Linked DNA regions of Ovis aries: region 2 is linked to region 1. A link is a contact called in public Hi-C data. All regions are on one chromosome and are shown on one strand. Each heading gives the region's core, a stretch centred on a gene start, on an enhancer-like site or on the middle of the called end of the contact. The rest is flanking DNA. Distances are from core to core; before and after follow the strand shown. Region 1 holds the start of PARP8 (poly(ADP-ribose) polymerase family member 8). Region 2 has its middle 53 kb from the start of EMB.

Region 1 (7,272 bases), core at 1,538-4,037:
ATAGCTTCAGTATTTGTTAAATTCACTAGGATTGTGAGGAAGGACCATAAACCCTCCACATGACCACTGTGCTGCTCTATTTGACCTTAGGTTAGGGAGTGTGGTAAAGATCAAATTCAGGTGAATTTCATATCATACCACCTAAAATTCTCCAATTTCAAGGTCAAATTTGGTTTGCCCCTACTTTGATTGTTAGATCAATATGATGAAGTTAAGATAGCATGATTAGTTTCTCTCAAAGCAAAACTACCAGCTGCTTTATAAAGAAGCATCCAAATCCACTTGTTTTAGAAGAGGCCAGCTGGGGCTAGCTAGCAGGATTTTGAATTGTATGGATTTGTTTCCATTATAGAACAATTGCAAGAAGAAGCTATATAAATCTAAAAATTGGCAAGAGCTTTGAGATTGCCTTCCTTCCAGTAGCTTCCCATTTCTCTCAGATAAAATCTCACTTCCTCACTCTAGCTTAAGGTCCTCGGTGACCTCTTTCCATAGCAACCCCTCAGACTCAACCTCTCCCCTTTTGACTCTGATTCTACCATAAAGGCAAGTTATCACAGTGCTGTTTCCATGGCTGACCAAGTCTGCTGGGCATTCCCATGGGTATTTGCTACTGATAACATCATTTGGGAAAGGGGACTGTTGTCTTTGCCAATCCTGCCCCCAAACTCTTTTCTTAATCCCCATGGAATAGCAGAGCTCACGCTTTTACTTTAGACTTTACTGAGGGCTGGGATTCATTTGGGAAAGGAAGTTCATTGCAGGAAAGAGAAATATAACTGCCACTAGAAGAGGCTATTTTGAGAATCCATAGGCTCCAGGCCTCCCTCAGAATCCATTATAAGACTTCTTGTTGGCCTAACTCCTGGCCTGCTGCCATTAGGGGGCCAGTTTACTCAGCAGTGAGACTTCTGAACGTTTATTTTCCTAAAAGTTCAGTTCAACTGCTGAAAGATTTGGAGAGAGGAAAAGGTTCATTGCCCATCAGGTCCCACTTTAGCTAATGAACCTTTTTGTGCCTCAGTCTCCTCTTTTCTAAAATATGAAGAATAACAGTATAGCGTCCCTATAGGGTTATTGTGAATTAAATGTTAACATAAGTAAAACTTTTAGAGCAGTATCAGGGTGGGCTACTAAGTACTGAATAAGTGTGAGTTGTTAATATCTACATCACACCGTTGAACTTGCTGCCACATTTCCATTATGTTACACTTCTGCAGTTGAATATTTTAGCATAGGTGAGGAATTTACATTTTTTTTTTCTAGTAAATTCTATTGGTTGGCTTGGGATCATTTTTATAAACCAATGGAACATTTTTGGCTAGACTCTATCATCTAACACATAGATTATTATGTCCAATTACTATAGCATATCACAGAAATTGTCTCTCATTGTGAAAAAATGATTTCTTTTTAAAGCATAGTGATTGAGGGCCTACTGTTTACCATGTTCCTGAAGGCATGTGTGTGTGTGTTTGTGTGCACACAGTGTTTAAGGTAGGGATATAACCTCCTCATCTCAAAGGTGAATATAGTTTTTAATAAGACCACAAATAATCTAAATGTTTAATGTTTAATAATAAGAGTCTGAGATGAGGTGGGGTAAGCGGGACACTGGCTTGTGAGCTGAGTTTGAAAGCACCATGTCATAAAGATCTAGCTTAGCAATACTGATGGCTTGGTAGTTTTTATTAGAGAAACTTACCTTGTAGAAATGCATACCAGATAGTAAAGTTTCTAATTTTTTCCTTATCTCTTAAAATTTAAAAATATTTAAATATACTGCACCTTCAGGGCATGAACAGAGTGAGGTTAGCTTCGTTTAACCAAAACACGACAGCCTGTAAAGCCTGAAAAAAAAAAAAGTAGGGCAAATCACAAGAAGGCCTATTTTATGGAGTGAGTAGTAAACCAGGAGGTGATCCAGGGCGAAACATTCCATGCTTTTAAAACGATTTCAAATTTGTTTGTGGAAAGGGCACTACTTTGGGAACACAACTATAAAATTAATTCTTGTGAGCTCATAGATTTTAAGTTTTTCGGGAATTTAGAGGACAGGATGGCAGGAGGAAGTGTGCATGATAGCCAGTGTTAGGAGAAAGTGAAGAAAGTGCTTTTGGTAGCCAAGGGGCCTGCACAAAGCAACATGCCCAGGAAAGACTTGAACCTGTCCTGCCCTAGTCAAGAAGCATTTCAGGAGGGGTGAGCAGGAGATGAGCTTTGACTATTGAAGACTGCAGTAGTCCAAGTAATGCAGATGAATGTTTCCTCTTATAATTCACAACGAATGTGATGTATTCCAGGCTGTACAACAAATCATTTTGTGTTTTCTTTCTGCAAGACAGAGGAGTTGGGGCATATGATCTCTGGATGCTTTTCTCTCTAGAATCTAAAGACTCCATAAGGGACCACCCATTCCTAATTCTCCTAAAGAATACATAGTCACTGTCAGCATCAGAACTGAACTGATTAGGGGTCTGAGCCAGTTTGACAACTCTTGGGTACTCATAGTGATAAGGAAGCGCACTGAAGCTGGAGTATCCACAAAGAGGCTGAAGGTACCACCCATTTATGCATTCAGACAGTAAGCATTTTCGCCTCCCGGTTATATTCCAGGCACTGCACCAGGCACTGGGGATGCAGAACCAGGCGAGACATGCACTGCTCAGGGAAGCCGTCCCAATGGAGAAAAGATTAACAAGCCTGTCCTAGGGCACATGGCAGTACAGAGGCAGGGCAGCTACCTCGGCCCAAGTTGTCCTTAGGCAGAACAGAAAGTGAGGCTCAGAGCACTATCTCAGTTCTAAGCAAGACAACAGGATTGTAGCAGCTTTCTCTTGACTGACTGGCAAAAGGGTGGCATTTTAAAACAAGCCAAACAGATATCCATCCTTGACGGAGACCCTGGCACGTGCCAGTTGATTCTGCCAATTTTTCATGGACGGAAAGACCGAGCAGAGCAGAACGGGTGAGTCTCTGCAAGTGGAAGAAGTCTCTCAAAAGGGGATGTGTTTCCTAAAGGGCGCTCCAGAAGGGCTGAACTACTTCTATCTGGGAGAAAAAAGACTGGCAGTGTAGGCACGGGAGGGTGTACGTCTGGAGTCATTTCAAGGCTTTTTCCATCTTGCCTGATGTGACAACAAGGAAGGATTTGTTCGTTTTATTTATTTATTTCCCATATTGAACGATTTCGCTTTGCCCCTCTTCCCCCCTTCCAGCCACTCGGGTTTGGGTTTTCCATATGACTCATAATTCCTTCCGAAAGTGGAGTCGAATTCATAAAAGTGGTGGAAGCGCGAGGCGGGGGGCGGGGGGGGGGGGGGGGGCGGGCTGGGAGCCCCAGGGAGTCTTCACTACCGACATTCCCACTCAGCCCCCGGCGCGAGCGGCCACCGGCCTGGGGAATCCAGCCTGCGCTCTGCCGGCGGGGATACTAGCGAAGCCCGGGCGGCCGGGACCGGGTGACTGGGCGGCGGGCGCGGGAGGGTCGGCGGCCGGCGGCGCTGCAGCAGCCTCGGCACGGCCGCCGCCGCCCGCGGGCGCGAGTGTGCGCGGGTGTGGAAGGCCGGCGTGCGGGCCGCGAGGGGTGTGCGCGCGTGAGGCGGAGCGGGGCTCGCCCCTCGCCGGCGCCTGCCGCGCGGCCGGTGATCGCTCTCCGGCCGTCTCCAGCACCCTCGGCCCCCCCACGGCCGTTGGTCTTGGCGGGGGGAGGGAGAAAGTGAGAGTCGGTGTCATCACCATCCATTGTCAGGAGGGGAAGAAATTGGAATCCAGCAGCGGCGAGCAGCAGCTGGGCGGTCACATCTGGGAATGCAAAGCCGACCTCCCCCCCCTCCTCCTCCGCCACCACCGCCTCCTCTCTCACCCGGGATCACTTCCGAAACCACTTCGCCTTCAGCCCCTGCCTCGGCCAGAGGTTTCATTTTTAACTGAGTATTTACGAAAGCTGGAAGCGTGCGAGGGGGTGGGGTGGGGTGGAAAATAGCGGCTGCTTCTTTTCCAGGGATTTATTTAATGGGGATGTGTTCAAGGCAAGAGCGAATTCAGAAGGATATCGACGTCGTGATCCAGAAGTCCAGATCCGAGAAGGACTGCCTGTTTGCAGGTGAGTTCTCGCCTTTCCAGAGCCTCGGACCCAGCGCCAGATTCCTCTGCCCGCCCGTCACCCCCTTGCCGTTTTCTGGCCGCGAGGTGTGTGGCTGGGGATGGGGGGTGGGTCGCACATCCCCATTCTGGGGTTCATTTGGCAACAGCTGCTGCAGCGGGAGCGGGAGCCAAAAGGGGGAGGGGGCAACAGCCTCTCTCCTCCCCTCCCCCCCGTCTGGGGCGGTCACCAGCTTTGGGGACAGAACCCTGGTGGCCCCGAGCAGGGGTCTAGGCAACGAGCCGTGCATGGTATTTTTAGTCCCCTGTGGACGCCTTGAGCGTCCGATCCCGCCTCCGGGGTTTCAGCAGCAGCGACCCAGGCGGCTGATAGGACCCGCCGGGTTTGCGCAATGGGCTGAGCGGCGGCAGCCAGGAATGGAGCCCGCTGCGCTGCGCGGCGCTGGCTGGCTGCGCCCGGCGCCGAGGCCCCCCCAGTGGGCAGCGTTGGCCCGATCTCCGGTCGCTTCGGCTCCCTCTAGTACCTCCGACTGGCAGTGTCATGCCCCGGAAAGATAAGAGATGCCCTAGGTCCCTAAGGCGCCCCGAGCCTCTGCCTGGGGGTCGTCTTTCGTCCATTTTGCTCCCCCTGGAGGGGGACAGGATTTTGCTCCCCGAGCCGAGAGCTCGGCGGGGGCCGCTTCCGGCCGCCCGGACCGGTAAATTCCCGCCGTTGCCATGGCACCCGGCACTTGTTGCGGGGGGCGGCCACGCGCGGCACCCGGCTCGGGGTGCGCAGCATCCCCTCCGGCTCCGCTCGGAGAGGGGAACTCGGGGTTCTCCAGCTTTCGCCTCCCTCCCAACCAGGCCTCCCCTTGGCTCCATCAAATAAATAAGGAGTCCGAGTCAGGACCAGGGTTAAAAATCCACTTCAGGGGGTAGCTTTTAACAAGACTTTTCGTTTCAGATTTCAGATACTCAGACTCCACCTTTACTTTCACCTACGTTGGCGGCCCCAAAAGGTATTTATGTGTATAGAGTTGCTTCATTTCCTGTTCACAAGCTGGTGTTTCCTTTGTTCTTAGCGTGTTCCGTGTTCGGGTGTTTTTTTCTTCTTCTCTTGTTGTTGTCGTGTAGCCACGTCCCAAGCCTAGGTCTCTCGATTTGAAATAGCAGAGGGGAAATAAATAGGTTTGATTCAAGTGTTTCTAAGATCATGCCACGGGCCAACAACAGAGCTCTCACACTCTTCGTGCTAAAGATGTTCTACTAGCTCTTGAGCCTTTAGGGATTGACACAGGCGAATGCAAAACCAGCATATTGGGCATAAAAGACATAAGATGTCACAGAATAGTTTGGTCACATGTGATTCTTCTGGTGAGCTGGGGCTGCACATTTCTATGTTTTTTGTAGGTTGACATAAACATGTAGTCTGCCAATTCTCCATCTTTTTTTTTTTTCTTTAAGGAGCCCTATTTTGGTTTTCATAGTTAGAAAGAATTTGGAAGTTATATGTAGCTGGAATGTGTAAACTTTTTTCTTGAGGAGGAAGAATGAGAGATGCATACTTTAATACTAAGTTGTTAGAGATGTGAAGAAAGCCCAAATCCAATTTTGTGTTTACCGCTTAGAGATGAAATTAAACCATTAAAATATGCCTTGCTGTCTTCACTTGTTAAGGCAGAATTTTCACCCTGTTAGACCTTTGGGGACACAGTGGTTTAAAAGCAGTGGCCACATCTGAGAACTGTCAGAGATTTAGCTTTGCTGTTAGAACCGGACATTCAATAGCTTTTGATCATATTCCAAAATATCTTTTAGCTAATGGAAACATTTAGGAACATATAAATTGCAAAAGAAGCTTTCTTCTGTAAATACATTTTTAAAACGCTTGGAATTAATATGAATCTTAAAAATACTTAGGATTTGTGTTGCAGTGTACATTTCAAAAAAGCTTGCCTTGAAATAGTTATCACATTTCCCATAGACACAGTGTACTTAAGTGTCAGGATTGGTATATTGATTTGATTTACTAGTTGAAAATATAGCATATGTAGTATGGACTTTATTAAAATTACAGTATTTCTAAATTTTCTATAGTACTGTTGTTTTTGAATAAAAAGAATACATTAGAAGAGATTCAGGTAAATTAACACTGTTCTTACACTTACTATCCGAAGGATGCTGGTGTATGACTAATAATCTCTTGAATTGTTTTAATAGTTAAAATTATGCTATGTGGCCCACTGTAAACATTCCCCATGCTTCTGGGTTGATACCTACCTGAGTTGTCTGTTTCACAATTGTGGTTCTCATGAGAGGTGTGGACTGGGAAAGCCCTGGGTAGGCTTTTCAACTAATTAGCTTTATTATTAACAGTAAGATACTTGTTTTGGCCTCAGTTTACTTATCTGTACAAGAAGGGGATGAACCTTACAGTTAATCACTAAGATCTGTTTGCACTAAGATTCTTTATCAGGAAATTACTGAACTAGTGTTAACACAGCAAGAGGTGGAGAAGTTATAACTGCCTCCAGGAGCAAGGCCTGGAGATTGGGATGGATAATTGCGATAACATCAGTTTTCAGTGTAGGAACAAACACCATGGCTGCTCTTAAAGTAAGAGATGTTTCCTTCTCTATGTTATCTTCCTAAAGGACAGTTTTTTCCTTGCTTCCTGATTTAAATAACAGTTCACTTGCATTTGTAATGTGGAACAGCTTGCTTTTTAAAGATTGTTGTGAATTGTTGATGTGATTGCTTCGTCCTTCCAAAAGCTTGCTCTATAAACCAATGTATAAAAGATTGTTTTAGTACTATAATAATAATACCTTTAATATTACCCCTTTATGGGTTTGTAGCTAATAGCAGAAAATAAATTTTCTGAAAGAAAAAAATTGTTTTCATGAACTACATTGTCTATATTAGAATTTTATACTTGTTATGTATTTCTCATTGCTGTGTGTCAATTGTGCATTTAAAAATGAAATAATCCTTTGATTTAAAATGCTTATCAACTTACTATATTCAGTTGATAGTGTCATTTTGGATTGTTGTTGTTCAGTCCCTAAGTCGTGTCCAGTTCTTTACGACCCCATGGACTGCCAGGCTTTCCTCTCCTTCACTATCAGACTCATGTCCATTGAGTTGGTGATGCCATCCAGCCATCTCTCATCCTCTGTCACCCCT
Region 2 (7,272 bases), core at 2,366-4,865, 110 kb before region 1:
AATAAATGCCAGTTAGCAAACCCAGATGGCTTTCACATGGACCAATTCTCCTACCTGCTCTTTGTAATTTTTCACTTTGATTTTATGAGTCTTCATTCACTCCCTTCTCCAGTCACTCCTTCTCCTTTTAAAATGCCCAGTCACTTCTGTACAAATCAAAGTTTAGTTCAGTTCACACCAGACTCTTTTCTCTATGTGATATTATATTACTAATTCTCTGTGCAATATTATACTACTATCCTTACCACGTTCATGTCTAGCTTTATCTCTGACAGAGGAAGTGGAAGAAACAGAAAAAATAAGATGTTCCCTCTCAAAAGAAAAATGCCCAGTCCAGTGAAAATAATTGAACTAAAGGGAAATATATGAACTCACTTATTGAAACATGTTTTATTAGTGCTTATTGTGGAGTCCTATCCCAATAACCTACAGGAGGGAGGTATAACTGAATAAAAAAGCACCAGACTAAACTGTGGTCGCTCAGTCATGTCTGACTCTTTGCAACCCCAAGGACTGTAGGCCATCAGGCTCCTCTGTCCATGGAATTCTCCATACAAGAATACTGGAGTGGATTGCCGTTCCATTCTCCAGGGGATCTTTTCAACCCAGGGACTGAACCCAGGTCTCATGCACTGTAGGCAGATCCTTTACCTTCTGAGCCACCAGAACTTACTCTATTCAAGACTTTAGTCAATGAATATACCAGAGGACAGAATGTAATGTGTAAATCAAAATACACAGTACAATTACTACATTTCTTCTGTACAACACACAGACAGTGAAAGGGAACAAACAACAAAAACAAGTGAATTTCAGTCTATGAAATAATAGAGCAGATAAAAAAGATCCAAAAAGTTGGAAATCAAGAAATTAAAATATGTAAATAGATATGAAGTGGACAGTTGGAATTTTCCCATTATTCTTCAGGAGCTATATTAAAAAAAGTTTTAGCAAAACAACCATTAAGAAATACCACACCTTAAAAATCCAACCACCAGAAATATTCATGCAATTTTTACTTGAATTTTTAAAATTATTGTACTTCTTCTCTGTGCCTACAATCCAGGAGATACAGGAGATGTGGGTTTGATTCCTAAGTCAGGAAGATCCCCTGAAGAAGGGCATAGCAACCTACTCCTATATTCTCACCTAGAGAATCTTATGGACAGAGGAGCTTAGTGGGCTGCAGTCCGTGGGATCACAAAGAATAGGACAAGACTGAAGTGACTGGACATGCATTTATTCTCTGTATTTTAACTGAATTTTTTAGTCATTTACATTTTTACATGTTTTACTTATCTGATAATCATGAAATAGGAAGAATCTTCACTATTTTTCACTCAGATAAGAAATGCTGCTATGAAACCTGCAAATTTATACCAGAGATAGGCAATGAAAAACTTCTGAAATGTGTTTGCTTTCTTCCTCTCTGCTCCAAAAACACACAATTTCAGAAACTTTTTTTTGTTGGTTTTACCACATAAAAGCATAGTTCTTTTTAAAAATGGCATTGGAACCACTGGAAATTCTCTTAAACTACTAGTGCTAAGTATAACATGTTTTACATTTAACAGTAACAGGAGTTATTCTGTTCTTAATGAGATTCTATAATACAAAATAAAAAGAATAGTTTCACTTAAATAAGGTAACTGATTCCATTAATTTCTTTCTGATAATTAATATATGTATATATTGCTTTAGGTGTATTTAGAAACTATTTTTATCTTATTCTTAACATTACCTGTAAAATTTAGGTACTGTAGCAAAATTTTATAAGCTAGGATTTTACTCAAATCCTATCTTCCAGTGGAAATCTGCCTGCGTATTCTTTTGGCAGTCTATTTTGCCATTTATCCATATGTAGAATTTTTTGATCTTTTACAATGGGCCGGACACTATTTTAGGTGCTGAAAATATAAGGCAAGCAAAATCAAAAAGGGCTCTGGCTCTACAGAACCTGTGTTCAGTACAATGACCTAAGCTGAAGTGCAAAACACAGTCCAAAGGACATGGGAAGTTCTAAAAATCAAGAGCTCAGTGCAATAGAGAGATGAAGCAAAATAGCAATAATAATACTGTAATCTATTGTTTTGCTCAAAAAGTGAGCCTCTGCTTCAAATTTTATTACAATCAAAGTACAAAAATGTCACTAGAAAGACAGCACTTGGGATCAAGATGGAAATGTATATGAAACTGCTCAAGTTAATGGAATGGAATTAATCATATTTTAAGATTTCTACTGTGTGATATTTCACTTTAAAAAAACAATTTAAATGTGTACATTATGTGCATACTCCCAAAGTATCTGCAGAGAGAATAGGCTAGCATACAGTACAGGCTCCTATCTTAATATGCTCACTATAGCTGAATGTTTATTCCCTGGGCTTTGTGAATGAAACTAAATGTTTACTCCTTGGGCTTTATGAAAAAGTGTCCTAAATATTTCTTTCTCACAAATTTAAGTTAGGTAGAATATTGTTACTCATGCTTATAGCTAATTGTCTGGTAATTTTTTTTACATAGTTTTTATATATATCCTTCCTAGAGTATATCTTAATTGTAGAGGTTTTAACCATTTGATTTTTCTTTCCTGTTCAGTTGGCTTTGGTTTGTGTTGTTTATTTGTTTTACCTTGTTCTGTTTGCATGGAGATTTAAGATTAAACAGTTTATATATGAAAAAAAGACACTGACAACAGCCTCCTAAAGGGCTCATATCTCATATATATTTATATGTGTGCATGCGTGCTAAGTCATTTCAGTTGTGTCCAACTTTTTGCAACCCTATGGCTCCTCTGTCCATGGGATTCTCCAGGCAAGAATACTGGAGTGGGTTGCCATGCTCTCCTCCAAGGGATATTCCCAACCCAGAGATTGAACTCACATCCCCTGGGCCTCCTGCTTTGGCAAGCAGATTCTTTACCGCTGAGCCACAGGGGAAGCTCAATAGATTTGTATTATATAAATATATGGGCTTCCCAGGTGCCGAGCTTCGTATTATATAAATATATGGGCTTCCCAGGTGCCGAGCTTCCGAGGTAGCTCAAACGGTAAATAATCAGCCTGCAATGTGGGAGACTTGGGTCGGGAAGATCCCCTAGAGAAGGATAGACAACCCAAGTATTCTTGCCTGGAGAATCCCATGGGCAGAGCAGCCTGGCAGGCTACCGTCCATGAGGTCACAGTCAGACACAGCGGAGCGACTTAATATAATATATACTCCAGGTGGCGCTAGTGGTAAAGAATCTGCCTGCCAATGCAGGAGACAACAGGAGATGCAGGTTCAGTCCTGGGTGGGGAAGATCTCCTGGAGAAGGAAATGGCTCCCGACTCCAGTATTCTTGCCTAGGGAATCCCATGGACAGAGGAGCCTGTCCATGGAGAGACAATCCATGGGGTTGCCAAGAGTCAGACATGACACAGCAACTAAGCACACATGCCTGTCAATGTAGTCTTATAAGGAATTTGCTCATGCAGTCATGGAGACTGAAAAGTCCCAGGATCTGCAGGGTGAGTAAGCAAGCTAGAGACTCAAGAAAACTGAAAGCATAGTTCTAGTCCTTAGGCCAGTAGGCTTGAGACACAGGAAGAGCTAGTGTTTCAGTTCAAGTCTGAAAGCAGGAAAAACTATTATCTAAGTTCAAAGCCAGTCAGGCAGAAAGAGTTTCCTCTTACTCAGCTTTTCTGTTCTATTCAGTCTACTGATCCAAATATGAAATCTCATCCAAACACCTTCATAAAAATATCCAAAATAATGTTTCACCAAATACATGGGTGACAAACTGACACATAAAATTAACCATCATACATGACTTTAATTAGCATCCTTTGTCTTCTCAAGCTTACAAATAATTCCATAGCATTCAGAGGAAAGAGAGAGAGGGTTGACACAATAACAACCCACTTACAACTACTTACTGCATACTTACTGTTTGTTCACAGACTGCCTTCTATGTTTCAGTCATCTGTCTGCAAATCTAATCCATGCAATCAGACCTAATCCATTTAGGTATATACAGCAGGAGGTCAAGATGAGATGAAGAATTTTCCTGGGAATTTAGGTAGTACTAAAAGGGGAAAGGTGAGCACACAGAATGAAGCAGAAGTAAAGATAGGCATAGATACAACACATTAGGATAGAGAGTTCAGTTTCCTTGGAGCAGAGGATGCCTATATATCAGTGATGGGAAATAAGGTTAGACAAGGTAGGGGTGCGGTAGTCCATTTACGAGAAGCTTGAAACTTACATAGTGCATCTGTACAGTGCTCTGCAATTTTAAAACTGCTTTGAGATATTTATCTTTTTTTAATCCTTTAAACAAAACCACTTTTAACAACTTTGTAAGGTATATATTGTCATTATTCATTTTTATAGTGGAGAAGGCTTATTATTGTATAGACATTGGAGCACTCATCTGCTTCCTACATCCGTGCTCTTTTCCCACTGAAGTGCCAGTCAAGGACCATTTATGATTCTTGAGCAAGGAATGTCACTATAAAAACAGTGTTTTAGAAGATTTGATCTTAGTTTATGAGATGCATTGAAGAGTGGCACCTGGAAGTCAGGAGGCCCAATAATGCTTTGTGCTTATCCAGGAATTAAGTGTCACCACAGAACACAGAAATGTAGGAATACTGACATGGGTGCAGTCATTTTTAAAGGAAGAAATGACAAATTCATATGTGTGATCTATTAATATATACGTAGTATACATATATATTATGTATGTACAGTAAAGATATACAGTAAAGGCATAGAGATAAGAGAAATAGATCCCCACCTTAAAAATTTAGACAGATGTATTTTATCTATTTCTAAGTTTAAATTCACCTTAGTTTTAAAGCTGTACAAATGTTCAATGTCATTTTTGTCTTACATCATCTTGTGATACCCCTCACATTTAAGGGGAAAAAGCTCTCACAAGAAGTTCATTCTCATAAATTTAAAATCATCTCATGGAACACCCAACAGATTCAAACAACTTGAAAAAAAAAAATTGTTGAAAGTACTTCTATGTTTAAACTACTTTTTTTTTTAAAGTCTCTCTTTTCTCATGATAATGACCTTCATTATAATACTGCTAAATATATCTCACAAACACTTTTGGACAATGCTCATATATAAAGTGTAGCTCATATATAGAAAACTGAAAAATATGCCCTTAGCGAGAGAGGATTGAGAGAGAAGGCTATTCTGAGAATTTAAAAATCAGAACAAAATAAATCATTAAATTTCCTCTTATTTTTTAAGATACACATTGAAAGCAAACTTTGAATTTAATTCAATTGACCTCTGTTTCCTTTCTGGTTTGATACAGAACAAATACATATTCTCTTAGGATAAGAAATTGTCCAAGCAAATAAAATAAACGTAGTTCTTGTAGACTCAGAGCAAACCCAGTCATTTAAAAGACTTTGTCATCATATTTAGAGTAACAGTCGAGGAAAAATTGGCTTTTATAGGTAGAGTTTATACTGACCAACTCTGTTTTGTTTGGTTTTGGACACTTACTCATTTAGAATTTAAATAAGAAATAAAATATTTTTTCAAAATACTTTTTAAAGATTTTTTATATGGATCATTTTAAAAGTCTTCATTGAATTTGTTACAATATTGTTTCTATTTTATATTTTGGGGTTTTTTTTTTTTACTATAAGGCATGTGGGACCTTAGCTGCCCAACCAGGGATCAAATCCATACTGCCTGCATTGGAAGGCAAAGTCTTAATTACTGGCCTGCCAGGGAAGTCCCAAAACACTTGTTCTTTATCTTACATAAAGATTCAAAGAATGGAAAAGAAAACACAAAATAAATATGACATAGTTTCTACTATTTAAGAGTTTAGAAAAAGATTTATGAGTGTCAGAAAAATTTAGCAATTGTCGTTTTAGCCAAACTCACTACATGTGAGGAAGAAATAAGTCCAAATTGGGTTTATCTAAATCAATGGTACAGTTACTAGGGTGAATGAGAGTAGGCATGATGGGTATCAGGGGTGTTTAAGAGGGAATGTACGTAATAAAGCTTCATCTAGATCTGTCCTGCAGGAGGGAGCACATCTGAAATGGCAGTGGGGAAGGACAAACAAGCTGGGTGAGTGTGAGAGATAACTTGACTATTGGGAAGTGTGGGGCCAAGGGCCTTGCATGTTAATAAAGATTCTCTAACTCAGTCGAGGGGAAATTTTTTTTTTTTAAAGCAGCATGGAAATCTATCATGAGACTTCTATAGACTCAAGATACTTCAAAATGAAACTGGCCAAAATGCCAAACCTTACATAATTTCCACCAGAACACAGAAATAGAGATTCTCTCTTAAAGCGTGATGTTTTTATTTCCTGTAAAAAGAGAAAGCAAGGGGAAAAGGAAAGAACATTTTAGCAGGCTGAGTTAAATACTTTCTTACAAAAATAAAGTTCAAAAAAAAAAAGATATAAGTAAAGATATATATAATCTCCCCCAAAAAAAAAAATAAAGTTCAGGATTAATAGTAATTAGAGGGGAAGGTAGGCAGGGGGGAGAGCAAAATGACTTAAGGGATCAAGTGTATGGTGACGAATGGAAACTAAACTTTGTGACGAATGAAAACTAAACCATTGCTGGTGAGCTCGCTGTAATGTGTACAGAAGTCGGAATATAATCTTCTACACATGAAACTTATATAATGTTATCAGCAATGTTGCCTCAATTTTTTAAACCATCAGCAAAAAAATGTAGTTCTGCCTCAGGCTATCTTTCTGTTTCCTATTAGCAGAAAAAATAAACAATGTAATTCAAACAAACCTTAATATAAATTTTATTTTCTTCCCCTTTACCTTATGCATAGTTGAGCTACCTATGGATCATTTATTCCACCTACAGAATCGCAGAACAAAATTTTAAACCTTTTCCCAATATTTTACAGAAATAATAACCTATTTGTGCTTCATATTTGATTGGCTCCATGTAAGTTTATTTTCCTTTAAAAAGATCACATATCAAAATGTGAGAAACATTCCTTCCTCCATCTCAAGCTATGTTTAAAATTGCTCAGGTGGTACTATCATCAGGACTTTACCTATTCTTTAGGCATATATGATAATCATCATTTGTGTTTCTTAGAAGTCTTGTAATTTTTACTAAAATAGTGATTTCCTGCTGAGATACTTCCAGTGCATACACACCATATTTTTGTTTTCTTTCACCCATCCGCTGGTTGTGAATATCAAACTATAACTCATATCTAAATAAACAGAATCAGTGTTGGTAGACGGTCAGAACTCATAACTGAAGA

What was found. Hi-C and Micro-C count contacts between places; a contact is called where the count stands out from the background.
Region 2: a contact with region 1 is called in a Hi-C map of liver, with 2.6 times the contacts expected there. The contact joins the enhancer-like site here to the promoter of PARP8 in region 1. A contact is called at or near these places in 2 of 16 Hi-C or Micro-C datasets (liver and skin fibroblasts).

What each region holds. Positions count from the first base shown.
Region 1 is chr16:28,663,376-28,670,647 of ARS-UI_Ramb_v3.0, reverse strand. It overlaps PARP8 (poly(ADP-ribose) polymerase family member 8), which reads left to right and starts at 2,787. Exons shown (of 27, transcript XM_042233798.2): 1 at 2,787-2,968; 2 at 4,004-4,105; 3 at 5,051-5,105. The coding sequence starts at 2,938. It overlaps LOC105602554 (a long non-coding RNA gene), which reads right to left and starts at 4,471. Exons shown (of 4, transcript XR_001021236.5): 1 at 3,866-4,471; 2 at 1,789-1,850.
Region 2 is chr16:28,776,439-28,783,710 of ARS-UI_Ramb_v3.0, reverse strand. No RefSeq gene overlaps it. Among named protein-coding and RNA genes, the nearest start is that of EMB, 53 kb to the left of the region's middle. Within about 2 kb of position 3,615, at least 5 of the 54 cell types and tissues checked have an H3K27ac peak or open chromatin away from gene starts, as enhancers often do. A contact at or near this core is called in liver, where this site is marked.